Linked DNA regions of Mus musculus: region 1 is linked to region 2. The links are chromatin contacts, called in public Hi-C maps. All regions are on one chromosome and are shown on one strand. Each heading gives the region's core, a stretch centred on a gene start, on an enhancer-like site or on the middle of the called end of the contact. The rest is flanking DNA. Distances are from core to core; before and after follow the strand shown.

Evidence for each region. A called contact is a pair of places that touch in the nucleus more often than the background predicts.
Region 1: a contact with region 2 is called in a Hi-C map of Sertoli cells, with 2.3 times the contacts expected there. The contact joins two enhancer-like sites. A contact is called at or near these places in 10 of 484 Hi-C or Micro-C datasets (B cells, the C2C12 cell line, the P5424 cell line and 7 more), 2 of 115 datasets of contacts at active chromatin or transcription factors (forebrain and neural tube) and 1 of 9 other capture datasets (embryonic stem cells).

Annotation. Positions count from the first base shown.
Region 1 is chr9:43,727,454-43,731,556 of GRCm38.p6, reverse strand. All of the region lies in intron 2 of Gm30015 (a long non-coding RNA gene), which reads left to right. Among named protein-coding and RNA genes, the nearest start is that of Gm30015, 8.9 kb to the left of the region's middle. Within about 2 kb of position 1,901, at least 34 of the 459 cell types and tissues checked have an H3K27ac peak or open chromatin away from gene starts, as enhancers often do. A contact at or near this core is called in Sertoli cells, where this site is marked.
Region 2 is chr9:43,567,900-43,572,146 of GRCm38.p6, reverse strand. No RefSeq gene overlaps it. Among named protein-coding and RNA genes, the nearest start is that of Gm29909, 38 kb to the left of the region's middle. Within about 2 kb of position 1,801, at least 8 of the 459 cell types and tissues checked have an H3K27ac peak or open chromatin away from gene starts, as enhancers often do. A contact at or near this core is called in Sertoli cells, where this site is marked.

The DNA of each region.
Region 1 (4,103 bases), core at 652-3,151, 160 kb before region 2:
GTTTGCCTAGTGGTATTCTGGACCAATGCCTTAAACCTCCCTGAGACTCAGACGTCTCTGTTGTGGTCTTAACATCCACACTAGAGTGGAGGAAAGGCTAAAGAAGAAGCTATCCACTATGCCCTGCACATGGAGTCAGGTTCTGTACTTCTTGTTCCAGCTTACGAAGACAGCCGCCTCAGTCTAGATGTCTGGCAACCTTTCTTACCACTGCCTTGACCTAAGAGAGGCATGGCTGTTCTTCTTCCTGATACAGACTCCTCTCCTTCCAACCATGGCTAGGACTGCAACATGTACCCTAGGTTGAACATCGTGGTTATTGTCCCTGGAGATGAGCACTTGGGTTCCAGAGCACAGACTGTCAGGTCACAGAGCTTAGCTCAGGGTAGAAAGGACAGGATAACTCTTTGTAGTTTAGGAAGGACTCATCCCTCTCTGGGACCGAATCCCTAGCTTTCCCACAGGACCTTGAGTGATTGTTTCCTGTGTGCAGCTCTAGTCTCTGAAGTTGTGACTTTCTTGAGGACAAAGGCTTTGAGATCTTCAAGGAAGTGTGACTGAATCTCTTTCCAATGTAGACTTGTGCCAACTAGAACGAGTGACTTGGTAACTCTGGCTTCCAATGTCCCTCTCATTCTTCTGTGGCCACCATTTCCAGATGCTCAAATGCCTCCTCAAGCTGCTGGGCTTGCCCCAAGTGGGATGAGCACAGTGGGGTCAGCGCCATCTAGCGGATATGGGGTCACGGGGACTGCACGTCCGAGTCTTTCCCAGTGTATGGGACCCAGGACTGTACACCACTGCTTGATGGGGGGGGCGGGGGAGGGGAGGGATACTTTGGCCACTGCCTATATTGACCTTCTGTTCTTTGCGCTGATTGAGTGTACAGATGTTCCTGCAGAGAACTCTTTCCGAGTTGAGGGACACTTCGAGGGCAGTAGGCCCGAGTCCCGCACCCTGGTGTCCCAGAGGCAGCCTGTACCCCTCCCCCAACACTGCAAGTCCTACTCCCCTCTTCTCTGTGCCACAAAGAGGCCATTGATTGGCAAGAGTAGCCGGGCTATGGTAGGGAAGCCGAGGGAACAGGCACGCGTGCCCTCGTGCAACTACACACACACACACACACACATTCACATTCACGTGCTACACACGCACAATGCCTCTTTGCAGCCCCATCACTCTGCAGCAGGACAGGACAGAGTGGGAACTTGGTGTGAAGAAAGAGCTCTGCCTCGTGATAGCAGGTTTCCCGTTCCTCACCCTCCACGACTCATTTTTGTAAGCGTCTTTGGATGCATCCTTAGCACTAAACCTCCATTCTGACCAGCTAGCCACCCCCATCCCACCCCTCCCTCGCGGGCTCTCCACTCCCTGCAAAGCTTTTCAGTGGCACTTAGGAGCCCTTTTTAATACCAGGCGAAGCCCATACCTTTGGGAAAGAGGAACTGCTATGTGCAGCGGCTGCAAAGACAAATACGTTGCAGCAAAGCACATTGGCTGCTGTGGCTCACCTGGCCCTCCCCTGGGAAGCCCAGATGGTGTGGCAGGGGAGGAGAGGGGAAGAGAGGGGGAGAGCTGGGGCAGCTCCTCCTTGATGTCTTGTCTATCTCTTTAATTGGAAAACTGCCAGGGCCTAAGGATGGCACTGGATTTGTGTCTGTTTGGGGTGCTTTCTGACCCATCCACAAAGGGCTTTGTGATTCCCGCTGGGATAGCAAATCATCCACCTTCTGGGCTGGGTTTCCTATCGTTACATCTACATATTCAAAGAGCAGGCCTGGTTCTTGGACCCTGCCCCCAAGGCCTCCAGCTGGGCATCTGGGGGTCGGGGTGGGGGCAGGCAGCTGATAAGGGTGTGACGAGCTGTGGGAGTGGTAGGAAACAGGCTCCTGGACTTGGTCCTTGGTCCCTCCCTCAGCTCCTACTGGCCACCTGCCACTCATGTGTACACAGGAGTTGGCTAGGGGGAAGGGAGGGCGGGGTGCTGGCTGGCAGAGTTTATAATGTATCTTCCTGTTATTCACAGGCAGTGTGGAGGGGCCCAGAGAAGTGAAGGTGCTTATCTGAAGTCTCATAGCCAGGAAGCAGCTATGCTTCAAGTCAAAGCTAGAAAGAAGTGTGGCTCTGTCTATGTTTAATCATATATGTGTGTGTGTGTGTGTGTATACACACACATATGTATATATCACATATATACCGTATATATGTGTTATATGTATTATACTATATATGCTATATGTATGTATATATGTATATGGACTGAGGGGCAGACAGGATACTCATGTTCAGAGAATGAGTGACATCCAGAGAAAGAGTAGGCAGGCACCCACACATGTATGTTTATTTTCAACACTGTTTGTAAGAAGTCGACCTTAGTGGGTTCCTAGGAATCCCAGATAAGGAACCTTGTCAGGAATTGCCTTCTCCTCCTCCCATCCTTTTCTCCATCTCCTCTTGTTTCATTCACCCTTGTTCAGGGATGAACCCAGGGCTTCACACATGGGAAGCCAATGCTCTGCCTCCGAATGCTCCAGCCAGACCTCTCTCCTCTTTGTCCCTTCTTGTACCCCTCTCCACCTACCTCCATCATTGTCATCTTCATCTTTGAAAAAACAAACCCAAACCAAGCCAATTTAAAAAATATCTTCCTCTGTAGCGTAAGCTAGTCCAGAACTCAATATGTAGCCCAGGTTGACTTCAAACTCACAGTAATCCTTCTGCCTCTGCTGGGATTGTAGGCATGCACCACCATGCCTAGCTAAATTGAAAACCTTTTTAGCACGAGGTTTTCCCAAGCCCAGTAACTAACTCTACCTGGGAGCTGCCAGGCCAAGCAGAGTCACTACCCAGACATTACATGCGTGCTCGCTGAGGTGGTGTAGACGGAATGTGGTTGGTAGATAGGAAATAAATAGGGGCTCTGTATTTATGTTCCGTGCCAGCCACAAGTTCGGCTGTGCACGGTTCAGGGAGCTTTATGTCCAATTTTATGTCTAGACAGCGTTTGGGATGAGGTTATCACCTCTCCTCTAATTGGAGCAGGAAGGCTTCCCCGGATGCTGCTTTCGGGATGTCTCCTGCTGTCCTGGCGTTCCCATCTGTCCCCAAGAGCAAGACTTGGGGCAAGAGAACCAACAATGAAATTGTAGTCAGGATCTGTACATGTTTTTTCAGCCTTGATTTTTGTCACCAGATAGCCACATGACCTTGGATAAATCATCCTCCCTTTGGCTCTTCACTTCCTCATTTGCAGCCTAAAGGGGAAAGCTGGTTCTTCGGGTGGGTATGCCCCCTGAAGTCTGCCAAATGGGATCACTGTGTGCAGATAGGCAGGCTGTATAGTGTGCAAAGATACCCAGCCAAAGAGTAGACAGGAGCGGAATCTAGTCTGTGAGCTCATCAATCTATGTGCCCAAGTGGGCCTGCATCCACTTGGCAAAGGGAACACCTTTTCTAATTCACCTAGAGGTGCTAAATGGGCAAGTAGTGACCTTGCAGAATCCTCTCTCAGCTTGGCCTCCTGCTGGTGGAATGGGAGTGCCCTAGGGAGGGCTTTCCAGGTGAGATAGGGGTGGCAGGGGCAGATCAAGGCCAGTGGGAATATGTTAGCTTGGAGCTGAACTTCAGAGGTAAGGAAACTTGGGATAGTGAGGCCACCCAGGCTGCCAGTGTCTCCTGCATGGGTCCTTTGATAGATCCTTGTGCCTCTTGGAGCAGGGGTTTCCTGCTCTGATCTCACAGGGATTTGCTCTAGCAAGAGTAGCTTTCCACTGAGCTCTCTGCTGGAGGAGCCCTCAGGATCCTGGGGTTACTCTTTAAAGGACATCTCCTCCTCTAAGCCCCTGGATTTGGGGCCTATATTAATTCCTGTTCTCCTTCCTACAAAAAAGTACCATACAAAAGCAATAAGGAAGAAAGTATCTGTTTAGGCTCACGACTTGAGAGTGCAGTCTGCCGTGATGGCAGAGTTGGTCGTATTGAGTCCACAGTCAGTAGACACAGAGAGATGTGAATGTTGGTGTTCATCTGGCTTCCTCTCTTTGCCTTTTTTTATTCCATTTGGGACCCCAGTACATTGGATGCTGCTACCTACGTTCAGGGTG
Region 2 (4,247 bases), core at 552-3,051:
GTAGAGGCTCTGAACTTCTTGCATGGTTCCCCAACTCTTTACCAGCCATATTGGCTTCCATGCTTCTTTTTAAAGATGTTCAGAGTGCTGTGGCCTCTGGGCCTTTGCACATGCCGTTTGCTCTCCTTGGAGATAACATCTCTGCCTTCCTACAGGCCTCTCTTCAGAAGGAATTCTTTTTTATGCTCAGGTCTTGCCCCACTGTAGGTAACTGTAACCCCGGCTCCTGGCACTCCTGGGGGTTTGCTGTCCCCCTCACAGCACTTCTTCATGTGGTAACTGTGTATCTGTTTGTTTCCAGTCTCCCTTCCTTAAAATATAACCTCTGTAAACAGAGTGACTCAAGGATGGTTTTTCCCTTGCACTTGTAGGTTGGGTTAAGTACCAAAGAATTGTGTGTGTACACATGCAAGTGCTCACATACTGTAATTTTTAATCTTTCAAAAGGTATTTGCAATGGAAATACTGACAGAACTTTTTTTTTCTTTCTCACTGATCCAAAAACTAAATCTCAGAGGGCCCAAGGGATTTCTCAAGGTCAGGGTCAGTCAACGGTGAGCTGTGCTAGATAGAATCTGTCCCCCATGTAGGCCTGGGGGACGAGTATGTCAGGGCTAGGGAGCTGTCAGGAATGGGAAGCTGGAACCAGCTCAGCTAAAAGGACCTCGTGACTATCCTTAGACACTGCCCCCCCCCCCACCTCCCCCGGTCTCACTTCCTCAGAGCTGAGACATCAACTGGAAACATTAGTAAGAACATGTGTGAGGGGTCTGGCTCTGCCACCAGCGATGACCTTGGGCATGGGGAAGAGGGCTTGCTTCTGGTCTCTGCAAGCTAGCATCTGCTGCTTCCTCTTCAGGTCACTCTTGGCATGCTGTTGCTCTGGCCCAGACCCCAATGGCCTCCGGCTTCCCAAGCTGTCCGGCCAGCTTCTCTGCTCTCTGACTCTTAGTCGGGTCAGGCTGGTGGATGACCAGCAGGACACTGGAGGACAGGAGAATAGGAGTCAAGGAACTCATTGGCTTGCTCTTTCCCTACAGAGTCCCCTCCAGCTGGCTGTATCTCTTGATCAAGGACCACAGATCCACAGCACAGCAGTCTCCAGACAGCTGGTGTCTCCCAGTGACAAGACCCACACTTTCTCTGGTTCCTCCAAGCCCAGGAGAATAGAGAGCCACCTGCTGTCATCTCTGAGGATAGTGGATTATCTCTCTTAGCACTGTGAACAATTCCAAATATTTTCTTTTGTAAGTCATTGTCCCTGGCTGCCATTGTGGCTCTTAGGATTTAGCCTTAGTGAGGTCTCCTTGGCACTTGGCACTTGGCACAGTCCTGGTTCAAAGTGGAAGTTCCACTGGTTAGATTCCCTCTTTTACACAGGTGGCAGAAAGGGGCAGTAAGGAGACCAGACAAGCATGGCAGAGAAGCAGGAGACTAGCCATGGAAGAGAAGCCTCAATGGCAGGGTGTGGCCCTCTGCACAAAGCAAAAACTTGACTTGAGGCGTGAGCAGGACCTGTCCTCCATCTTGTTATCACAGAACCGCCATCTTGTGATGTGGTCCATTAACAAGCCCAGGGGCACACCTCCCAAGTAGTGCAGCTGGCCTCTGAGCCTCAGGATCGTGTGAGGAGACTGTCTAGACTGCCGTGCTCTGACCTGTTCCTCCTTCTCTGACTCTTCACACCTTGGCTCCCTGAAGGTGGGACACTCCTTGTCCTGGCCCCTCTCAGCCTGGCAGCTTCTGTGAGTGGCCTGGGTGAGTGGAGGCTCACAGACTGTCACATTGTATCACATCAGCCTCCAGCTGGGACTCCAGCAGGGCCAAGTGACCTTGTGGGTTCTGTGGAGCAGGGGAGCCCAGGAACAGACAAATAAGCTGGCTAAACAGCCCTTTGCATGAGGGAGGAGGGAACCTAGCCTCTCTCTAGATCACACCCCCCCGTGTCCCCCCCCAGCCCCACCCTGCCCCTCCATTTGCTGTTCTGGCAGTGACCTCCTCCCGCCCCCCCATCCCCATCCCCTGCAGCATCTGGAGAGTCAAGCTAGAACTCTGAGTGCCCTGTCTGATCCTAAAGACCATAAAGACTTCAGTGGGTCTGCTTTGGGGTAATGAAGGCAGCAAACTCCCCTGTGGGATGAGTGACAAGCCATGCTTTGGTATTGGGAAAATGTGGTCATTCTTAAGCTCTTCAACCCCTACTCCCAAGGCAGGGACCTTAAACCATTTCCTATAGTGGAAGAAGCAGGGCTGGAGAAGCTTGAAGCAACTACCCAAGTTTTGGTCCCTGTGTGCTGGCTGGAAAGAGACTCAGGACCTGTAGGACCCACGTGATAACTGGATGGAGACTTCCGGTCATATCTTCTATTCCCCACCCCACCCCACACCCCCAGTGTTAGGTGTTAGACCCAGGCAGGACCTCCCATGAGCTAAGCCAGAATTCTAGCACTGCATGGTCATCATAGTGAGTCTTAAACGATGACTCAGCCCTTCGCCTGGCTTCTCCTTACTCCACTTCAGTACCGATTTTTGTTTCATCAAGGCGAGCTTCCTGGAAGAGGAGGAAGATGTGTAACATATAGGGCTGTTGAAGTCTAGGACTTGTCTGAAGGATGCCGGATGTTATCCTGAAGGTGCCCTTCTCAGCTCTTTAACCCCCACCCTTGGGCAAGGAGTCTTTTTTTTTTTTTTCTTTTCTTCTGCAACCTTCTGTAGCAGAAGAGACTTCAGTTAGACTTTGGGAAGACCTCCCCTATTTATCCTTTGAGAGGAATCTCAGACTGTTCTATCATTTTCCAGAGAGACCCCAGTGTGGGTTAGGTTGCTGTTTCTTGCCTGAGCTGCTCTGGCTGGGTTCCTTCTAACCCTCCCCCCCCTTCTCTCCCCTATCTGTTTACAGGTGTCCCCATTACAGAGTGACCATCTAGTGGAGCATGCCCACAGAGTGAGGGGGTGGGGTCGAAGTCATGTTTTGGGGAAATGGTGACATACTCTTAAAAAGCCTCCATCTGTCATCTCTGGCTTTTCCTGTTACAACAGCACCATGGTCCCTGCCAACTGCTGTGGAGTCTGTGTGTGGTTTAATTAGCCTGTAACGCTAGCCTCTCCCACCAAGCAAGATAGCAATAAACAGCTTCCAGGTCACAGCGGGGGTTGTAAGAGGCCTGAAGCCAGTGAGGTCTTTGAGGGTAAATGAAGGACTTGGGACCTGTGGAGAGGACTCTTGCTCAGTTTCTAGTTTGGACCACCACAGGAGGCCAATCAGTGGTCCTCCACGGGGTGGGGTGGGGTTGGGGAGGAACTATGATCAAGATGGACTGACACAAACCAGGATTCCATCTCAAAACAAACAAAACCCCAAATCACTCCTATTGCACTGGGACTGATGCTCAGTCAGTAGAGAGTTAGATTAATATGCAAGAGACCCTTGCTTTAGTCTCTAGAATGGTATAAAACCAGAGGTTCTGGGATCTGCATGCAATCTTAGAACTCAAGAGGTAGAGTCATGAAGACCAGAGATTCAAGGTCATCTTCAACTGCATAGCAAGTTTGAGGCCAGCTTGAAAACAAACCCTGGCTAAAAACAAAAGTCCCTCTTATTTACCTGTATCTTCCACATACAAGGAGCTCTCAGAAAACAATGTCTTAGTGGGTACCACTCTGCATCAGCATCTTCTATGAAGTGAGCTGCTGGGCTCCAATGCTTGACGTTTTCTTTTCCCTCTTTTGGACCTTTGACGGTGCTGGGATCCTAATATCAATATCAATACCTGGAACCAGTGTCCTTTGCCCCAGACAGTAATCCCTAGGAGAGAGGCGTGGTGACTAGCAGCAGGTAGCTCAGAGCATCCAGCCAGGACCAGGCGATGAACTAGAGATGTGGGAGGAGAGAGGAATGACGATGCCTTCCTTCTTAACTCAGGAGACAAGGTGGAGAGTAATTTGAGGAGGGGGCTGCATTGCCCTGTAAGGTGCACAGACTGGAGCCCATACTAGCTGGGCAGCTCCATATGTTGGCACTGTCCTGCTGGTGGCTGAGCTCTGGCACCTACAATAGTGGCCTGGCATATTAGGAGGGGCTCAAGTAACACTGGGTGGATCTTGACTCCTGGGACCCTGTTCACTATACAGTAAGGGCTTCTAAGAAGGAAGGGATCACTACGCTATGCAGGGAGATGAAGTTCATCTCGCCTTTTGTAGGTTCTGCATCCATTTCGGTTGTGTCTGAGAACACGGACTCCCCACCC